Linked DNA regions of Gasterosteus aculeatus: region 1 is linked to region 2. A link is a contact called in public Hi-C data. All regions are on one chromosome and are shown on one strand. The core of a region is the stretch at or near the end of the contact, and the rest is flanking DNA. Distances in the headings are between cores, read along the strand shown.

The links. A called contact is a pair of places that touch in the nucleus more often than the background predicts.
Region 1: a Hi-C map of whole body shows a contact between it and region 2, with 3 times the contacts expected there. The contact joins the promoter of efnb3b here to the enhancer-like site in region 2. A contact is called at or near these places in 3 of 6 Hi-C or Micro-C datasets (liver, tail fin and whole body).

What each region holds. Positions count from the first base shown.
Region 1 is chr7:9,743,433-9,748,863 of fGasAcu3.hap1.1, reverse strand. It overlaps efnb3b (ephrin-B3b), which reads left to right and starts at 2,294. Exons shown (of 5, transcript XM_040181656.2): 1 at 2,294-3,852. The coding sequence starts at 3,704.
Region 2 is chr7:9,655,949-9,662,008 of fGasAcu3.hap1.1, reverse strand. No RefSeq gene overlaps it. Among protein-coding and RNA genes, the nearest start is that of efnb3b, 88 kb to the left of the region's middle. Within about 2 kb of position 2,373, at least 2 of the 9 cell types and tissues checked have open chromatin away from gene starts, as enhancers often do.

The DNA.
Region 1 (5,431 bases), core at 1,045-3,544, 87 kb before region 2:
TCCTTAACCTTAACCCTGACCGCGACATGCGTACTGCCAACCATGCACTCAGCAGCCATACATGCTGTGTGAAAGGGATGCTCGGTTTTGTGTGTGTGTGTGTAGTACATAATGTGTGTGGCGAGGTCTGTCCGCTGGAGCAGACTGTAGCCAGAGTCACCAGGGAGAGGATGCGGTTATGAAGACGAGTTGAAGGTCGGTGCAGTAAATGAGGTCAGCATGAGTAAATAAGCCCTAATACACAGCGACAGGGCACCTATGGGTGTAAATGAAGCATGCACGCCGACATCATCCCCTTCCTTCTTTCGGCTGAGCGCACTCGGTCATTCGGCGCGGCGGCAGATTGGATGTAGGTGGTGCGTCTCTGCACTTTTTAAAGCCAGGTTTTCCCACACAAATAGATTCCCAGAGGGAGCAGGGAGGCTTGCTTTTGTTTTCTTGTTCACGCCAGCTGCACCTCTGAACCGCTGTTGTCGGTGAACCGGTCCGTCTTCCTCCACTACATTTAGCGCTGTCGTGCGGCGTGCCAAGGTCACAAGAGGTCAGCGCGACGGGCTCCGGCTCCCTCTCCCTGACCATGTGCATGAAACCTCCCCGCTGCATGTCTTTCTCGTTTGGATCGCTTAACCCACAATTACATTTCTTGCTGAAGGCACGCTGTAATTTAGCACCGCAGAGGAAAGGCTTGAGCTTTTGTGTTGATGTGCAGATGAACTCTCAGCCCCGTTAAGACCACTGATCTGCTCCGCTTAAGGTCGAGGTTCCCTTGAGAAACACGCTAAAACCCTGACAGCTTCAGGTCTGCGGTCAATGGGGACCTGAGTTTTCTATTGCTTTTGCCCCCCCCCTCCGCGTCTCCATATTGTCTCTGACTCACTTTGCTTTCTCTCCCTGACTGTGTGAAAACAACAGGGGGGAAATCTTTCATCCCTCTCTCTCTTATAAGTGAAACGTTTCCCATGAAAAGCCTTAAAGGCATATTCTCCTCTTGGTTTGTCTCTGGGTGTAGGTGTCTGGATCTGTGCTGTACTGCAGCTACGGGACTGGTGGACTTTTCACACACTGGATCAATAAGCTCCTAAATACCCACTTATTTTAAACCCCTACTACGATTAATGCACTCAAATACAGAGACATCTTAACCCTGTTGACATAATTACATTCAGAGCATAAAAATAAGTGTTTATAGGCTGAGTCGTAGTTAAGTTGTTCCTCAGGATTCAGGAATAAGGAAACATGTATTGCCATAATACGTCAGATAAACAAGGAATTTGACTTGGCGGTTGGTGCGTAACAGCAAATAGTACGACAATGGACGACAAGACAACAGTGCACGAGGAATAAAATACAAAATAATGGTATGAGTTGGTATTATAGGGCTATGGTTTAGTTTAAAATAAAGGAATAAAGTTAAATAAATACATAAATAAAATTAACATTTAACTTTACATCTCCATTCCTCATAAAATGTCTTTGTAATATGACGTGTTTGTTCTCGGGTGCAGCTGTGGAAAGCAGTACAATCATGAAGGGGGGATTTGGTAGAGAGCAGGTTAAACTGTAGGATGTCCTGCACTGTTCCCACCACATGGGGGCAGTGCAGTCCCAGCTTTAACAGGCCCACGTGTCCCATCACATACATGTAACTGTGCGTGTGTGACAGTGTGAAAGTGAATCTGTAGCAGTGTTCTTTCCACAGTGTAAACAGACTGGAGTGTGTGTGTGTGTGTGTGTGTGTGTGTGTGTGTGTGTGGCCCTAAGCGGGGCCTGTTTCCCGGCTCGTCCTGTGCTGCATCAACTGAACGGATCACTTAGAAGCAGTTCTGCTGGATGCTGGATCACTTCCCCTGCTGTCAACAGGAGGGCAGCGTGGGAGAGAATGGGGGAGGGGGGAGGCATCATCCCACACAGAGAGAGAGGTGTTTTCTTTTGTTTAGACTGGGCGACAGACTTATGAAGTGAGTCCAGTCCACTGATCACGCGTGTATTCACTCCTGTCAAGGAAGCACGTCTGTTCCAAAGATCCCGTGTTTAAATGTCGTCATTATGAGCTGCGGCTCTATCTTTAGTAAAAGTAAAAATATGGCCTCAGGGAGACATTTGTGTAATATCCTTACATAAAAGGCCAGGTGGATCCCATCAATACAACCCTGTTGCAGAGCCGCATGTGATGCCCGTTGCATGCGGAGGTGGCGCTGTTGTTCTTCCACCACGGCGTTGTGTGATGGGGGGGGGGTCACTTTTGAAAGGATGCAGAATAGCGCGCCAGGGAGTCCAAAGGTCCAATGGGTGTGTGTTGGGTGGGGGTGAAACCCATAGAGAAGGAGCAGCAAGGATGCGCTGAGAGTGACTCGATACACACCCCCCCCCCCCAACAAAAAAAAAAAAACTGGAAGAATTGCGCCCCGTCAGTGCGCCCTGCCTGCCGGTCGGAGGATGGGATTTTCTTCCCCCCCCACACACTCACGCACGTCCTCTTTACTCTCCTCCTCCTCCCCCTCCTCCCCCTCTCAAACCAGCCAGTCGGTCTGTCAATGTGCGGCGAGCAGTCGGGCAAGTCGAAGCAGTGGGATTGTGGAGCGGAGAGACGGATGAGATAACCGCGAGAAGCGCTTTCCTCCGGCTCCAGATGATGCGCCACATCTGATATGCGTCCAAATCCAAACCGGGCACCGATGAGCACGACTCGCGACTGATTTTTTCCTTCGTTTTTTTTTTTTTGTCAAAGAAAGAAAGAAAAAAAAAGAAAAATCACTACACAAGTTTCACGTCGGCCTCTTTTTTTCTTCTCCAGACTGCGAGAGCGGAGATGCTTTTATAGTTCTTTGGTTTGTTTCTGCCAGTTTGCTGGTTTTGAATTGATTCCTGCACTTCTCCTCATTTGGGATCTTGATTTTTTTTTCTCCATCATCGAATCCGTCGCTGAAGGAATTTGCGGATTTACCACCGGCGTTGAACCTTTCCACCCCCGCGCAGAGACGGGAACGAGGACCGCGCTGCGCGTTGACTAAACCACCATCAACATGTCCTCACGAGGATGGAGCCGAGGACACGCGTGACATCTTCTCCTTTTTAACCGCGTCCCCCCCTCCGCCAGCCTCCCCCTCACGGAGCACGTTTCTCCTCGGTCCGGCCCGACATGTCGGGAGTGTTATTTCAACAATAAACGAAAACAAAAAGGTAATGGGAGAGAAATCCCACAGAGTCGCCACGGACAACAAGGGAACATTGTTCGCGGGGAGACAACCAGGGCGCACCGAGAGGCTCCGCGAATAGACTGACGTCCGAAAAGTCCATTCGGCGGAGTTGTGGTTGAGTGCAGGAGAAGGAGGAGAAGAGAAAAAGGAGGACTAACGACCGAATTGAGGTGGAAAGTCGTGGGATCGCCGCTGAAATAGTAGAAAACCCACCGTGGACGCGCACAACTCTCGTTGGTTTGTGGACATCCAGACGCGCGGATTGAGCAAGTTTCTCCAGCACATTTCCAGTTTATTTATTTTTTAAATTATCCAGTAGGTCTGATCCGGTCCACCTGATCCGGATCCCCTGAGGTTGTACGCTTCACACTTTGACTGTCTATACAAGCCGGCTCGGCTGCAGTCTCGCCTCCATTGTTTCGACTAATCTCCTCTCTCCACACGCATCTAAAGCAACAACAACAACAACAACAACAAAACTAAAACGATTGGCCCGCTTCCTTTGAATGGGGCTGCTTGTGCTGGGCTTCAGGGTTGAAATGGCGTGTCGAGGAAGTGCCAATGGAATGGGGCTCCTTCTGATATTCTTACTGGATTTACTGGCGACGACGGCCAGCAATATGGAGCCGATCTACTGGAATTCTCTGAACGAGCGGTGAGTTTCTTGTTCGACTCTGTCGATTCACCGCCTCGATATTTGCGCGACCGACGCGACGGCGATCAGCGACCCGTGCGGAGGAGCCGACGCGGGCAACTTCACTTAACGGAGCGTTGCGCGAAGTTGCACGAGGTCAGCGGTTCACCGCTGTTTCACTGCGCTGGTTTGCCATCGATCCGCGCGGGTTTGCGCGCACCCGACGTGTGCGCACCTCGCGCGGCTCCGGTCATTTGTCTCCTCGGCGCGGATTACAGCGGTGGATCCAGCTGCAGCTCTCCTGTACTGTGTGTGTGTGTGTGTGTGTGTGTGTGTGTGTGTGAGATGCTCTAATTGGTGCTCCTGGGTGACCTTGATATACAGGAGGTCCAGGGGCCCCCCGCGGCCCCCGCAGGCCTCTCAAACACCGGCTCGGCCCTCGCTGGTTTGGGTCTCTTTCTTTCTGTCCTCGGGACAAGGTGTCGGGCATTAGCGGAGGAAATGTCTTAAAAACACCTCCCGGCCTGTCCGGCCTTAACGACCGACACCACTTTCCTAACACCTCTGCTAATTTCCCAGTGTTTGAGTAGACGCCCGGCGGCAAGAGGGGGGGGGGGGGGGGGGGGGGGGGGGGTAACAAGGCGGCCTCTGTGTGCGGAATTCAGAGACACCAGGCTTCATTTTCAGACCTTTGACATATTCTACTATACATGTATATTTATACATCATCATCATCATTATATTCCTCATCTTAATAAATGCTTCATGAAGTCCACCAAACCATCAGCCTTGAGGCACCGCCGTCCCCGCTCCCGTTTCTTCGACGTTTTGCCTGCATGACTCACCTCATAATGACACAAAAAGAAGCTACAAAAGCAGATTGAGGCTCACTGATGTGGAACTCCACCAAACCGTGCCGTTCTCAGCTCACACCCACGCCAGGGGGCTTTTTCTTTTAAAGAGTCTAACAGGTTTTAACGTGCTGGAGGCCATGGCCTGCCCGGTTTCTCCACAGATGTGACTGTGCGTGCCCCCCCCCCCCCCCCCCCCCCCTGCTGTGGAGCCAGCCATGAAGCCCTTAATGAGGGCTTTTTTTTTTTTTTTGTCAGCAGTGGGTGGATTCACCCGACAGGGAGTAGAGTTGGACACGCGAGGGCGGTTCTCAGCGAGAAGCCAGCAGCTCGGGCTTTTCAGGCCTCACAGGTGATTCCGCGCTATTGTGTCCTAATGGAGTTTGGTGTCGGGTGGGTGTCGGGTGGGTGTCGGGCCTCGCTGGCAATTAGAGGGGCGGTGGCTCCGACGGGCCGACTCCGTAGTCGTTCCCACAGATTTGCTCGCTCGTATATTCAAAATACAAAGCCTATTGTATACTTTGGGGCTTATTCGTGAGGCTTACTATTCATAGTTAATCAGCTTAGTCATTCCTCCAGTAGTTTATTTTCCGTTTTTTTTTTTTAACGCATTTCCATGTACTTGTTTCTCCTCGGCCCCCACGTGTCGAGAGCGGTACACTACTTTACTTTCAGCTTGCCCGCGGGCAAAATAGGTTTTGGCCCTGGGCTGAAATATGTTGTGAGGCCACTGCTTAGACCAAATGGCG
Region 2 (6,060 bases), core at 1,124-3,623:
CTGTGGCCTACACCCAACCAACACCATCACCAACACCCTGACCCCCCCTGCAACCCTTCGAGACCCAATCTGGGATCGGTCTGCGGCGACAACGCTGGTGCCAAGCTGGCCCTGCTGCCGGCCGCGGTTGCGTGAATTTTGCACAAACGCAGGCTGAGTGAACTCTCGATGCAAGGACTGATTACGCGTCACTGCGCTCTGGAGGTGGAGATGCATGTCGGTGCTGTGGGTCGTTTGGGAACATTTCTATTCTTCTGGAACAAAGAAGCCAAAATAATAATAATAATAATGTTGGGGGAAAGTTTGCCATTGGCCTCCGTGAACCCTTGTGGACGTACCCTCAGTTTATTTACGCCCAAGAGTGAAGTGGTAGTTCAGACGATGTAGTCGTACCCTTTAAGGCTTTTGTGGATTTTAATTCTGCTCGCAACCTTTGTCGTGTCACATCCTCTCTCTCTCTCTGAGTTTCACGCCCTGCGCGTGCTATTGTAGGATGAATGCCTCGAAAATCTTAGAAATCCCATAATGCATCTTTAACCCTCTTCTCAGCCCTGACCCCCCCCCCCACCGCCAAGCGACACTAACCCTCTTAATTCCCAAATCATGTTTATGCAAATTTCATTTGAATGTAATGTGTGTACATAATGGATGCCGCTATCACCTATGGAACAGGCTGGTCTTATTTATATGTATGTGCAGATTTCTCTGTCAAAGGGCGGCTGATAGATAATACGAGTCTGCAAATGGGACCGGTAGTTTTCATGGTCAACCTGGGCTTCTAAATCTGATTATCTAAAGGTCGTACTGTAACTTGGGTTGCTATGTAGATTCACAGTTATTGGAAACTGGACAAAATGATCACATATTTGGTTTGGTTTCTCATTTGTTGCTTTACCAGCTTTTTTTCACCCTCAGTTGCCTAAAATATAGCTGAGCTGTGTCTTTGCAGAAATGTAGACTTGGCAACAATTAATGAGACTACAGTCATCCTAGCAGCTCTGTGAGGCAGCGCTTATGCACAGTGGTGCTTTGAGCTAAATGCTAACATCAGCATGCTGCACAATGCTCACTCTAACCTTAACCGCATTTTCACAGGACAAGGTTCCACGCTACTTGTTTAACATGTTCACTACCATAGTTCAGCATAGTTAACATTTTACAAGTATCAGAGGCATTATCTATGATAATGTTTAGTTAATTTAGAAGATATTTACAGACACAAATAAATACCAAAATGCATGTTTTAGATTGTGCCTTTACACTATTCTAAAAGAAGTCCGGTTATTAAAATTCTGACTTTTTGAAAAGACTCTGGAAGAGGCTTTTGAAATATAATTAATTAGCTGAATATTCAGAAAATTTTATTCATAAAACATGGTGACTGTTTTGTCAACTAAAGGAAACCTCTTTTTTTTTACCTGGAAATGTCCCAAAATCTGATTTTACATATAGAGAAGTTAGTACACATTTAAGATCATGCCTCATTCCCTGATTTAAAACCCCAAAAATAATTGTCTCAATTACTGGTGAAGTTTCCCTGGCGTCATATAGTTCATTTATCTTTCCCTTTTCACCTTGTGTGTCTCCCTATAAAGGTTTGCACAAACTGAATGCTGCACACTGATATTAGATCAGCCCAGATAGTACAGGGGTCCACGATAATGTTGGATACATTGCTCTCCTACAACCTGTAAACGTTTGTATCTCTTTGACTCTGGAGCTGACATCGTGGCGGGCGTTCCTACATTCTGCTAACCAAACTCCATCGCTTTAACCTGTAAACAATTTCCTATTGTAAACACATGTTGGGGATGAATCACTCTTTGGTTCAACTCTCAGAGAGGACATTTCAGACAAGTTCCCCCTCCTGTTTCCCATTTGGTTGTTTAATTGTCTCAGCGCTGTCAACAGACTATCAAGGTAATTAGCCATGACTGCACAACAACACAATCAGACCGACAGGAACGAACTGCAGCCTCTGAACATGATACTTAGAGAGGGAACGGGGTGGGAACAACTTAATGTGGGTGCACGTATGCACACGCAGGGGTGCGCACACATCCGGGGAGCGCGTATGTACCCAGACACACACACACACACACAACCTCTTATGCACGGCCATTACCGTACCCTGAGTACATAGTTCCATTCCACACATTATATTTCCTTCGCCAACCATAACCCTCCAACCACCTCCTCCTTAATCCTTCTACCTCTTACAACTCTCTCCCCCTCTTCCACTCACACACACCCACAGACACACACACGCTCACAGTTACAAAACCCAAACCTCATTTCCTCTGCGCCTGCAGCTATAGGAGCAGTGTTAATTGCGAGAAGGTGGGGAGTGAGCAAGGGGCGTGCTTTTGTGTGTGTGTCCGTAGGAACATGAGCTTTATGGGTGTGCGTAAGCCGCCGCAACTGTGCACACTTGTCTGTATGTGTGAGCTGATTTCTTTCGAAGTGTGTAGGCCGTCTCTCCTGTGCCAGTCCGGGCATAGCTCCAGGGTTTCCTGCACCACCTGGGCATCTGGGAGTCCCAGTGGCTGCCATCGGGTACCGTCCCAGCTGGAGCGTGTGTGTTCCACGGTGTGTTTGTGTTTTTTGTGCGTCAGCCGAGATGGGGGGGCGGAGGGGGTCGGCTATGATGAGCCTTTAGCACCAGCAGCAAACGCCATTGTCTCGGCCACGTCTTATCCTCTGAGTCAGGGGGGGGTACACAAACACACACTCTGTGTGCACGTTGTTCGGCACCTCCAATTTCCTTCTCCGCACGCTGAGTGGATTCTTTGAAAAACATTTCCAATAAAAAGAGGGACACAATTATGAGGGAGGGGTAAAGGGATTTTATTAAACAGCCACCATTAAGTAGCCAATGAAGCTCTGTGCGTACTCTTGCTTTAGACTACCATACATCATTAGTGGTTCAGGCCATAGTAGACTTAAAAGAACCTTGACTCAAAGGTCATCTACCTCCATTGAGCAGAGCTAATATTAGATTAGCTCTAAGAACCAAAGAAAAAAAGAAGAAGAAAAGAAATGGAAGCCCGGGCAGATTGGAAAAGAAGAGATTATATTGACTCTTGGGTGGCCATCGTGTCTGCTTTGTTGAAACAAATACATTTACAGCTATGATTTGTTTTTAGGCGGACATTTGTTAGAAGATGTAACAAAAAGAACTTTAAGGAGGGGTAATTCCAGCAAGTTAGTTCAACTACCATTTTTATGTATTCAACATAACAAAAGGAGTGTGGCATTTGTGTTCGTTATGGAGTATATAGTCGTAAAATGCATCAAGGGGGGTAAAAAAACGCCACCATTAGTGAACTGTGTCATTTCCCCCTTATGACGACCAACTAATTGGGTTAGTCTGCTTATTTTATTAACCACTTGTTTTTATGGATACAGAAGCTGAAAGAAGTAATTAGTGGTACATTGAATGCTTAAAATATAAATATATATATAATAAAACTACGGTAACATGTTAAGGGGAAAAAAAGAGTTAATACAGTGTAGAGTGCTGATACTGGTGTCAGCGGATATGGGCAAAGGCTAAATTAAATGACTTAATTAAATGACAATAAAGAGAGAAGAAGATAAATACATGCGTAATAAGAGAACGCCCTTGTTCCTCTGTGGTGCTGAAAGTGCCCTCAAAATGAGTCATTCTCTCAAGATGATTGGAGGAAAATGTTTCAAAGCTTCAGCAATTTTCAGAATGTTGAGGTGAGGGTCAACGGATTGCTGTGTACAGAAAGATTTCAGGGTTGAAACGAAAAGACACAGCGCTGGTACAATAACACTTCAGGCATGGCAACGGATGCGCACACACACACACACACACACACACACACACACACACACACACACAGAAACTTACTCTCCTGTGTTCGCTGCCCACTATTGCCCCAAGGTTGAAACTCTAAACCTAATCACTCACTTCTCATGCACATACCCCCTTCTCACATTTCTGAATTAGTGTTGTTCCCCCCCCCATGGCTATAACTTTACTGTGAAGGATTTGTTTGTGTCTAAGTCATGTATGCTAACCCAGGACGTATGTACATAAATTATAATATAAAATTGTGATAACAATGATTAAATAGTTCACGTAAAAACATATGGCTTGTATACAAACGAAAAATAATATACCTGGGACATTAAAAAACAAAACATTGCAGTCTATTCAATTCTGAATATGCGTGAAATACTTCGGTGTATTATTTGTGCTCCTTGTTGATTGGTCAGGTGGCAATCAGATGGTGAAGGTGCTGCAGGTGTGCAGATCGGCAGCTCCTGTCAACATGGCGGAAAATGAAAACAGCAACGGGGCGAAATAAACAGACTGCCAAAAGATATGAATGTCAACACGTGAAGAACAGTCAAAACCCAAACTTCTGCTGGCGTGGAGGAAAAAATTGACCGGAGTTTGGTGCGTCGTGACGTGCGTCGCGGCCGCCGAGGGTCCCTTGAACACCGCGCGGCGAGAAGGTATGAGTTCCTTCTCACGGTCGTTGTGTTTCTGACCCACATGTCGCTGGCTGGTTCTCTGATGCGTGTGGCGCACTGCTGCTTTTTGCGCACTAATCCCAGCCGATGTCCCGAGGTAGCGACGTGGCCACTCGAGTTCTCTGCCCAACGCGCTCTGTTAAGCAGGGGACTGTTATTTGTTTCTTCAGTGTGTTGCATGTTGTAGGCTCTCTGCGGAGGGATAACCATCGGCATGCTCCAGTTGGCGCAATGAGATTTGGAGAGTTTAGTCTATTTTTAGGAGACAATGTGTTTGTCCATAACGTCCACGTGTCTCCCTCTGTGTCTAACTAGCGTTTTTGTATGGTAGTCTAATGGAAGTAGCCCCGTTACTCAGCCGTGGTGCAGGTGGGGGCCTGGATGATGACCGGGGCCCAGGGGCCTGCAGGTGCTGCAGCCTCTCTCACTAGCTGTTTGTCTGCTCATGGTGTGCAGTGTGTCCACTCACGCCCTGGGAGAAGCCGTTCTATGACTTCTTGTGGGAAATAGATCCAGTACTTGTTCACCTTGATGCATCAATCCGTGTGTGTGTGTGTGTGTGTGTGTGTGTGTAAACAATGTACTCTATCAAAGGCCTCACTTGTAGGCAACACATCTTGAAGTTTATATATGTATATTTAATTACGTGTGTGTGCGTGTGAGAGAGAGAGGGTAAGAATAGGGTATTTGACGTGCCAGGGGTCCCGCAAGGCTGATTTCTGCACCCACCCGACTGTCATTCGGGTGTAATGAAAAAAGCAACCCTCTTTCTAATGCATATTAAAGCGAATGGGCTGTTACATTGCCACAGTGTCCAGTTCTCTTCGTGGTGGCATGTCGGCACATCTGAGGAAAAGATGACAAGCGGAGTGAATGCTGGCAGAACGCCAACACCAGTGTGTGTTTGTGTGAAAGAATGTAAGGATGTAAAAGTTGAGTTGGATATATTCATTTGTGTCCGCTTCATACGCGTTTGCGTCATGACACCTGACTGGTAGCGTACATGCATAACACTCTATGGACGTATTCTTGTGCATGCGGGCCAATGTTCATGGGTGGATACTGTGTGTCTGTGTGTAGTTATTTCCCTGAGTGTATGTGGGTATCACACTGTATGTGTGTTGACTTTCTCACAGCCATGTCTGCTCGTCTCCATTCGTGTGTGTGTGTGTGTGTGTTTTATATTGGCTCTGTGGCTCCATCGACCCTTTTCCCAGTGTAATATCCGTGGCGGGGCCTAAAGAAGTGCTTGATTCAGTGTTTAATACAGTAATCACAGCGAGGGAGAAGTAATAACCATCTACTAGGCGCCATTTAACGACTGTGGCCTTGACTTCACGATTGACTGCATCTGAGGCGACGCATTCAGCTTCGTTACACACTTCTGCGTGCGTCTACAGTTCCCGTGTGTGTGTGTGTGTGTGTGTGTTATGGCCTCATGAGTGATGCAGCAACTGGTTGCTTGTTGTGTCGGCAGTTAAAAACAAACTAAAGTGTATAAAACAAGCTGCGTTGCTCTGAAAAGTTGAACACTGCTGCCTTCTTGCTTTT